2 separate regions of the Capsicum annuum genome follow, and region 2 is linked to region 1. A link is a contact called in public Hi-C data. All regions are on one chromosome and are shown on one strand. The core of a region is the stretch at or near the end of the contact, and the rest is flanking DNA. Distances in the headings are between cores, read along the strand shown. Region 1 overlaps LOC124886441 (a long non-coding RNA gene). Region 2 holds the start of LOC107854889 (acetylajmalan esterase-like).

Evidence for each region. A called contact is a pair of places that touch in the nucleus more often than the background predicts.
Region 2: a contact with region 1 is called in a Hi-C map of leaf, with 4 times the contacts expected there. The contact joins the promoter of LOC107854889 here to the enhancer-like site in region 1. A contact is called at or near these places in 4 of 5 Hi-C or Micro-C datasets (bud, leaf, pericarp and 1 more).

What each region holds. Positions count from the first base shown.
Region 1 is chr8:153,382,032-153,387,120 of UCD10Xv1.1, forward strand. LOC124886441 (a long non-coding RNA gene) reads left to right here. Exons shown (of 4, transcript XR_007043613.1): 4 at 1-76. Among protein-coding and RNA genes, the nearest start is that of LOC124886441, 11 kb to the left of the region's middle. Within about 2 kb of position 1,375, at least 2 of the 5 cell types and tissues checked have an H3K27ac peak or open chromatin away from gene starts, as enhancers often do. A contact at or near this core is called in bud and leaf, where this site is marked.
Region 2 is chr8:153,424,579-153,429,664 of UCD10Xv1.1, forward strand. LOC107854889 (acetylajmalan esterase-like) reads right to left here and starts at 2,066. Exons shown (of 5, transcript XM_047394674.1): 1 at 1,769-2,066; 2 at 1,462-1,668; 3 at 1,209-1,348; 4 at 837-1,110; 5 at 213-741. The coding sequence starts at 2,054. The coding sequence ends at 434. LOC107854875 (acetylajmalan esterase-like) reads right to left here. Exons shown (of 5, transcript XM_016699872.2): 4 at 3,161-3,437; 5 at 2,428-2,821. The coding sequence ends at 2,604.

The DNA.
Region 1 (5,089 bases), core at 125-2,624:
TTGATCATGTTACTTTGAATTACTCTAAGAATCATTTGAACTGGTGTTCTAATAAAGATACTTGTCATTTATTTTATATGTGTGTGGGGTATGTGACATGAAATTACATGTTAGAATAGTTAAGTCGGTTGGCTCGGTAAAGTAAGGCACTAGGTGCCGTTCATGACTTTGTTGAGAGGACGGGTCGTGACATGTTACATGTTGTAATTATTGTGTTTTGTTAATTTAAACACGATTTTGATTATTACTTAAATTTTATTGTATTTATCCTTAAATCCATCTTTTAGAAATGATGAAAAAGTCATATTTTTGTGTAACAAATAATTTGGTGTACTTATTTCTATTTATTTATTTATTCTTTATTTATTACTATTTCATACTCTTTTCTTATCTTTATCCTATCATTTTGTAATAGCTCTACCATGTAGCCAACCATTTTTTTTTAGAACTGTAATGTCCGAATTAGCTTTCGCGCACCTCGACTAAATTCATGGAATACCTACCCCCTCCTGCCAGCAACAGATACCAGATACCAGATAACTCTGTCCACTGAGTCTAGGACATATTGTAAGAACAACTTAGTGTCTTTTTTGCCTGTGCTAGGATTCAAATGGGAGACTATGTATTCTACTTTTTTGTAGGTTTATTCTTCAAATTATTGATATTGTAAAATTATGTAGCGATGAAAAAGATATTATTGACTATCCAAATATTATATTTATTCAAGGCAAAATGATCTTCTGAACCCTTATACTATATTGGTTTTTTAAGTTGGACACTTCTACTTACATGTTTGTCATCTGGACCCTTTGACCCATTAAAAAGCAACATTTTAAACACTTTTTCGGTGAGTGTGTTACACTCGCTCCACGTCAGCTGTCACGTCGGCTGCCACATCTGTCACATCATTTTCCGTATCATTTTTATATATAAAAAATATTAAATATTAAAATAAATAAATAAACAAACACCCCCTTCTCTCTCTTCCCCCTTTTCTTTCTTTTTCTGCCTTTCCCGTTCTTTCTTTCTCCATTTCTTCTTTCTTCTTCTTTTTCTTATTCTTCTTCCTCCTCTTCTCATTCTTCTTTTCCTTTATCATCTTCATCTTGTTATTCTTCTTGCTCTACGAAAAAATTTAAAGTAAGGACCGAAAAATTTAAGAAGTATGAAAAGAAAGATTTTGAAGATTTTTGTGATTTGGGTGATTCAAGAAACTTGAAATTCAACGTAAAGATTCAATTTTTATGCTTTGTTTGAATTTTTTGTGATTTGGGTAATTTGAGAAATTTGAAATTCAATGTAAAAATTCAATTTTTATGCTTTATTTGAAATTTTTGTGATTTGGGTAATTCAATTTTTTTTTTGTTAAGAATTTTCATATCCAAAAGTTGAAGGTGGCGGAAATGAGAACGTTGCGTTGGATGTGTGGTCTTACAAGGGCTGACAGGGTTAGGAATGAGATTATTCGGGAGAAGGTGGGAGTGGTATTGCTACAGGAAAAAATGCGGGAAGTGAGATTGAGATGGTTTGGTCATGTGATGAGGAGGGGCACAGATGCCCCAGTTCGTAGGTGTGGGAGACTAGTGATAGATGGTTTCAAGCGGGGTAGGAGTAGACCGAAGAAATACTGGATAGAAGTGATTAGACGTGACACGGAGCAGTTACATCTCACTAAGAACATGACCCTGAATAGGAAGGTTTGGAGGAAAAACATTAGGATAGAAGGATAAGGTGGGTGGATGAATCGTAGTTCGTAGTTTGGAGGATTTTGGTGTCTTTTGTTTGGTAATGTACAATATTTTTGTGGATGTTGCATCTATGTTAGTTTTATCATATTTCATGCTTTAAATTTTTTTGTATATTGTCCTGTGTCTTGAGCCGGGGGTCTATTGGAAACAACATCTCTACTTCTTTAGAGGTAGTGGTATGGACTGCGTACATTCTATCCTCCCCAGACCCCACTAGGTGGGAATATACTGGATTTATTATTGTTGTTAATTGAACAACAACAATATCAACTACAACAAAGACTTGACAAAAAAAAAAACAAAGCAAAGACCCTCTTCAGGGATTGCCCAGATCTGCTGTGCGAAGGAAAAATGAGGAGTGAGTGCATAAATGGAAGCAATACGAGGAAGGGGAAGGAGGGAGAGACGTTTGTTGCTTTTGATGAGGAAGACAATGGCTTGTTTGAGTTCGAATGGAGAAGTGAAATGATGGACAATGGAGGGCGATTGTACATTGTTGTTGGCATCAATGGAGGGTTTGAATTGTTTTTGAGGGAAAATGGTGAAGTAGAGATGCTAAGGAAAGTAAATTTTTTGTACATTATTGTTGGTATCAAGTGGGGGGTGCTGGGATGAAGCTGGGTGGGGTTGGGGGTATTGGGACTGGGCTGGGTGGGGTAGGGGGTGCTGCGACGGGGCTGCGACGGGCGGGGGGTGCTGGGACGGGATTGGGTGGGCTGGGGGAGCGGCTGGATTGGGGGAGGGAGTTGGGGGTGACCTTTTTTTTATTATTATTTTTAAATTTTTTAAAATATTTTTAAATTTAAAAACTAAAAAAAATTGAGTGCTACTTTTTTTTTAAAAAAAAAAATTATTTTAATATAAAATTGGTCAAAAATTGACCCTCACTCGCACCCCAAGCGTGTGACTACACGCTCTTTGTCCTAGTCAGCATTTGAATGCCACATAGGCTTGGTCAATGGTCAAAGGATGTAAAATGTTGCTTTTTAATGGGTTAAAGGGTTCAGATGACAAACATGCAAGTAGAAATGTCCAACTTATAAAACCGACAAAGTACAGGGGTCCAGACGATCATTTTGCCTTTATTAAAACAAAAAACAAATACAGTACCCCTAATAATTCTATGGTTATCTTAATTATGCCATCAACGCTGAACATTTTTAAAACATGATACACGTCTCCACTCTTCTGTTTTCTTTTCTCTTGCCCTTATTATAAATAACTAGTTTAATGTACGTGCTTTGAACGTATAAATTATTTCAAGCAATTAAAAAAGTAATTAACGTTAAAATCAATGTGATATTTTAACTTAAATCAAAAGTGAAAATTCTTTTTATTAATTGATACATGAAAGCACATTATTATGCAGGCAATAGAACTTAACTTGAAAAATATTAATTACTATAATTATCATGCATCATAACAAAGAAGATAAAAAAGAAAAGACTATATTTAGAAGTATACATAGTCTGTTCTAATCTTGGTAGATAGAGTTACCTGAAACCTATTGTTGGTGGAGGTGGTAGGTATTCCGTAAAATTAGTTAAGGTGTGCGTAAACTGACCCGAACATCATGATTATAAAAAAAAAGTATATATATATGCTACATAACTTTAAATAACGTAAAATTTTAATTGATGAAAAAAGCATGCTAATCAAAGAAAATGATAGAGAGGAAATCAGTTAAAAATATTAACGGTGCTCTAAAATTTAATCTAGAGTTGCGACTAATCAATTTTTCATGATATTTAGAATTTTAAAACCAACTAAATTTTGAGTTATTAAAGTCATATGATTATGTAAAAACTCTTTATATTTAAAGTATTTGAAATTTACTACTACAATATATCACTTTGACTTTTTAGGTCTTTTTACTACTTATAATATTTAGAACCAAACTAACATTGAAAAATTTAAATTTAATTATTAAATTATAATTCATCTATAATCTATATCTATAATATATTAAAAGCGTGAAAACTCTTAGAAAAGTGATTTGAACTTTTTGTCATTCATAAAAACACTTTACTTTAGACAAAATAGTCTTTTCACTTATTTTATATAATATTTATTATATTAATAATATCAAATATTGAGTATAATAAATGTATGCAAAAAAATAAGTAAGGTTTTTAGTTGATATATGGAAAGATTATATGGAATTCGTCTTTTAGTTCGTATATGAAAAATTATAGGAATTCTATTATTACTCAATTAGGAATTAGTTTGTATATGGAAAAGTTATAGGAATTCTATTATTAATAAATTAGGACAACACTTCACACGACTCTTTTTGCTATATATGGGGTTAATAACATGCAATTGGGTTAATAACACGCAATTGGTGTAGCTTACACATTGTTCTTCTTATTTTTTTTTTCTGATTTTTTATTTATTTAATATCGATTATTTTGCTTTGTTGTGTGTTTATTTTTTCTAATGTTTGAAGATCTAACTTTCTGTCTATATATTTTTTATGGTGTATTTGAAGATCTAACATTTTGATGTATATGTTTTTTTTTTGAAAAATTTTTATCGAAAAAATGAACAAACAAGCATGTTGCAGTCGAATAATAAAGCAGATAAAAAAATAAAAGAAGCATGGCAGTTAAAAAATTCAAAGGTTTATATTCTCTCTGTCTCTCTTTCTCTTTACCTCTATTTAAATAAAAATTTTAAAAATATGATTCAAACTTTTCGTCTTTCATTAAAATATTAGAAAATAGACAAAATCTTTTTTTCACCATTTAATAAATTATAGTCACCAACAAATATTTAATTATTTACCTAAAATTTAGAACTTTTTTACCATAGGTTTTGCGTATAATTTTTTTTTAAATTCTTTTTTCTCCAAGGACAAACGTTCACAATTTTTTTGGTGGCAAAAAATGATTGTCGTATGTTTGAGTTAGAATACTTTGATTTTTTCGGATTCAGTATAGCTTTAGAGTTTTCTTTGACAAATAGATTCTTTATTGAGGTTAGGTTTTTGTTTAGGTTTAATTGCAAATGTGCTTGTGATTTGAGGTAAGTTTTCTAAAATTTTGATATGATTTTTATATTGATAAAAATAAATTGTCATATACTTTGATAGATAGACGATTGTTAATTAAGAAGTTTTCTTTTGTGATTTAAGTATGTTTTTGAAGTTTAAAACAATAAATTATCATGTATTCTTGATAGATTATCACTAATTGAGAAGTTTTCTGTGATTTTTATTTATAATAATTTATTAATATAATAGATATAGATATATCTCGAAAAGATCAAGTTCATACTTTAATCGTAAAATATGATTTAATTAATGTATCTGTTAGAGAATTATTTTCACAAACCTATTT
Region 2 (5,086 bases), core at 816-3,315, 43 kb after region 1:
TGATTCTTATATACTCTACCAAACGACCCCTACTTGTATTAATAATACAAGTATTACTAATACACCCTATTTAGCATGATTCTTATATACTCTACCAAACGATCCCTAAGAGAATTGTGGCGAAACCATGAATTTAGCGAAGGGTATGTAAATTTTCTTCTAAGTTGTGTTGAGAATGTGCAGCTTAAATACGCTCATAATAGCTAGCATTTAACCTTTGTACACCACATAATTTTTCGGTGAAGGGTGTGCACCGAACCACCCTCCCACCATGTCGAGAGAAGTAGATAATAATAAAAACTTATCATTCAGGAGAGTAATGCACTTGCTCAATAAAGAGATACTAACAGTTTTCTATTTAATTCATTATGTGCTTCAATGTCATCAATATGTAGCCATCTCGTCAAAAGCCAACTAGCTACATGACAATGGCTTAAATCCGCACAACTAATAACCCTGATTCAGACACTTTACCTAGAAAATCGCTCATCGCATGGATACTAAACTGGTTAAGAGTAATAACTTCAGCATAGCAGTTTAATTGGGGTAACATGTCATCAATTAGCCATCTTGCCAACCATTTATATGCTGCTTGCGTCAAATGAATTCCATCCCAACTGATGTAAGTACTTGGGTTAACACACACAGGGACTCCTGGAGCACCACACTTTTTACTTACATCATAATTATACTCTCCTCCTATTCCACAACAAACTTTCTGTAGAGAATTCTTGTCAAATCCTGAAAGTTTATTTCAATCAACAATTAAAACATGAATTAGCTAATTTAGAAGCTGGAAACTTGATTATAGTAGAAATAGAAAGAATGATATTTACCAAGAGAGGCAGCGTTTTTGAGAAGCCACAGAAAGGCGTTGTAGTAGTCACCGTAAATGAGTGTAACGTTTGGGTAGTTTTTATTCAACTCATCTATGGCTTGTTGCAGATGATGGTTGTAGAATGTTGCAAAATTATTTAAATCTTTCAAGCAATGGTATTCATCATATGCATTTGAATTATTTGTCAAAAAATGTGTTAGCATAGCTGGGACACAACCAATTGGGAAATTGCCCGGAATTATAATTCGAGTAACCCCAAAACCAATCACTTCCTGAAAATAAGTAACAATTGATCATTAGAAAACAGAATTGTAATTTAGAATAATCATAAAAGAGGAGATAACAACAAATAAAATTAAATTAAACTCACTTTAACCCCATGAATGATAGTTTGAACAACATCTGGCACCATTTTTCGCAACTCTTCGATGGTTTTACCTTGAGCTAAGCCATAATTGAATTCATTTCCTCCTATTTCTCCAACTAGAACAAGTGACTTCTTCGATTTTTCTGAGAAAGCATATCAATTCAGATGGTTGTTAGTTATAATTTAAAATTAGAGCCTAAACACACAATTTCCTCAATTGGAGGTATTTAATTTGAAAAATGAATGAATGAATTACCAGGGAGACAGTTGGATTTGAAAAGAGAAGACATCCATCCAAGTTGCACACTTAATGAACTATTTGTGAAGGACATAGAAATGTTCTTCTTTGCCAGGAATTCTGCTGATAAAGCAGTAGCCCCTGCTACTGCAAAATTCGCACCATGACTGAAATTTGCCTTTCCATCCTTGTACGGATTGAGGAGAGGAAGACCAGATTCCGAAGCTGTCCAAAAACACACACACACAATCAGTACCACCACATATCATATGTGTTAATTTCAATACCGGTCATTTATAAGGTAATTATATATATATGTATATACCTATGAAATCAATCATGAGCATGCCATCAGAACATCGTCCAGTGGCTTTTTTGAAAACGTTCATTCCATACGGAAGTTTTCTACATGCAGAATTAGCTCCACAAAAGCTCTCCCTGAGACAGTTTCCGGTATCAGAAAGTGAGTCGCCAAACTGATAAATTCTATCAAATCTGCATTTCATCAATCCTGATTTTTGAAACTTTTGTGCATCAACTTTGATCTGTTGAAGAAGCACCAAATTGATTATGAAGAGATGAAGCACTATCTCTTTAAGTGCCAATGCCATGATGACCAGACTAATTTGTAAAATGAAACTTGAGCTTTTTATAAGTAAACGTAACGTATACACTAAATACAATGCTATCTAGATTAATTAAGGATAATAATTAATAGTAATGATTTTCTGTATCTAAATGACAGCTAGTCAGATTTCCTAGATTATCACGATCACATTTCTTAAAAGTACATTAGTCTACTTTCGGTGAAGCTTTTGGGTCAACTGGCCTTGGTATAAAACAATTGATATATGAAAAATATACTTTTCTAAAAATAATTGATTCTCTTACTTAATTTTTAGTATTTGGTAGAGTATATAGGCCTTGCGTCTACTTCAGAAGTATGTCTCCGATAGACTCTTGAGCTTAGGAAAAAACAGTCACAAAGCAGTCCAAAAAAGAAGGTAACAGAAGTACAAAAAACAGCAAATTATAACTAAAACAACAAATAGTAACAGGACGGTAACTACAATAATTTTTATTATGTTGAATTACATGCTACCAAATAATACTCTAACAAATATACATTCTGATTGTTGAATTTGCCAAGAAAAAAAATCCTAAAGTTGGCAGTTTAGTGTAGGTAACATGTCATCTATTAGCCATATCGTCAACCATTTATATGCTGCTTGTGTCAAATGAACTCCATCCCAACTTATGTAAGTTGCAGGGTTACCACAGATTGGGACTCCTGGAGCTCCACATATTCTACTTTTGTCGTAGTTGTATTCTCCTCCTATTCCGCAACAAGCTTTCTGTAGAGAATTTTTGTCAAACCCTGCACATTTCAATCAAGAAATAAGTGTCACTGCATGTAGTGTTCTTCTAATTAAGGTGGAGTTACATAAATAACTGAAAGAAGTTCAACTGAATTTCCTTCGTTAGAAAATTATACTATATATATAAATAGAATGAAAAGAAGTGCTCAATATATTGTGAACCATTTTGACATAAGGGAATTATCTGGTATAGTGGTAAAGGAGACTTGGGGAGAAAAATTAGTGGAAAAAGAATCAATTTGTTAAAAGTAAAAAAAATTAAGTGGACAATTTTTTTTTTTGGTTAAAAGAAAGTAAACTATGGACAAAGTGGAAAGAATGATAGTTTGAGCACTTACCAAGACTAGTGGCATTTTGCAGAAGCCACTGATAAGCACTGTAATAGTCACCATATATCAATGTAATGTTTGGGTAGTACGCTTTCTCGAGCTCTTGAATGGATTTTTGCAAATGATGATTATAGAAGAAAGCCAAATTATTCAAGTCTTTCAAGCAATGATACTCATCGTATGCAGTCGAATTATTGGTCGAAAACATTGTTAGCAAATTTGGTATACAACCAATTGGAAAATTTCCAGGAATAACAATTCGGACAGCCCCAAAACCAATAACAGTCTGAAAGAAATAACGAATTAATTAGCAAAATAATTTTAATAGAAAGAACCAGCATTGATCACAAATTGAGATGGAAAATGTACATATTGGATTTTAATCTTCGTTAATATAAACATCTGTAGTGATCAAATGTCACGACCCGATTTCTCAAGTCGTGATGATGCCTACCTTATCCCCTAGTAGGCAAGTCAAGTCATTGTCCGGAATAATAGGTAACGGGCTAATAGGCAGAAATTAGAAAAAGGTCGCTTATAATGGTAGCAACAGTAATAACAAGTAACAAACAGAAAATAAAAATATTTCATATACTAAAACGAGGGATGGAAAAGGACCAAATACACAAAAGAATCCCTCCCAAGACCTGGTAAGGTCGGTACTAGAGTCACTACTAAAATATATCCAAAGCACTAGACAGAATCCAAATAATATTTAATATACACAAGTAGTCTTGAGTACAAAAGACTAAACCAAAGTAGATAGAGGAAGATCAGCCTCAAACAACAGTAGGCTCACTCTACTACGAATCAATACTGGAAGGTAGGAATTACATCAATGTTGGCTGCTAGTAATCAGATCTGCATCAGGGAAAAGATGCAGAAGTGTAGTATGAGTACCAAAGCAACGGGTACTCAGTAGGCATCATCGGTCGACAGAGCTCAATACAGAAACGATATAACTACAATGGAAGGATGTAATCTAAGTCGACAGTAAAAAGGGACAGAAAGGTAAACAAATGCGCCAATGAGATAGAGGATTAAATGTAAGCGATACAGAAAATAAATAACGCATTAATTACAGACAAATCAAACATAACCTAATTGAGCCACCATAAGCCCGCTAGGCACACTGAAGAAGACAATTAACCCAACCATACCCCCATAAGCCGGTGGGACACACAAGTAGCAATTAAAGAAAATAAACGTAAATAATCTGTAACTAAGCCAATCCCAAGAAATCATGATAGTCATTTAGATGTGCACCGGACTCAAACCGGCACCAATGGGTAGTAATAAGAGGACACGTGCCGGTTTCGAACCGGACATAGTGGGTAATAATGATAGGCCGCATATATAGAACTTATAATCAGATGTCGGACTTGAACCGAAACTCAGAGGAACCACAACCATAATCAGATGCCGGACTCGAACCGAAACTCATAGTAACATTAATAATCAAATGGTGGATTCAAACCGGAGCTCATTTTGGCAATAATAAATAAACGTCGAACTCGAACCGAAACTCATAGTAACATTAATAACCAAATGCCGGACTCAAACCAGGGCTCATTTTAACAATGTCAACGTGGTACAAAAGTTCACAATCAATGACAGAAATAAAATATATACTAAACCTGAACAGCAGCTAAAATACGTCTAATTGTCGTACGCATGTCTTAATTTTAAAGGGGCAATTTCAAGGTTTTGTAATATAATTCCACGTCCTAAAGTGATAGATGCTATAATATATCGAAAGATAAAATACCAAAATCTACCACGATGGGGTCCTAATCCGGATAAATAAAACAGGTTATATATATAAAATAATATGCACCTTCAAGCACTTATCCAAAGCTAGCATAATAGTTCACAATTTTGGTATATAAGCTCAATCTAAAAGTAGGGTAAACCTAGCTTACCTGGACGCTAAAG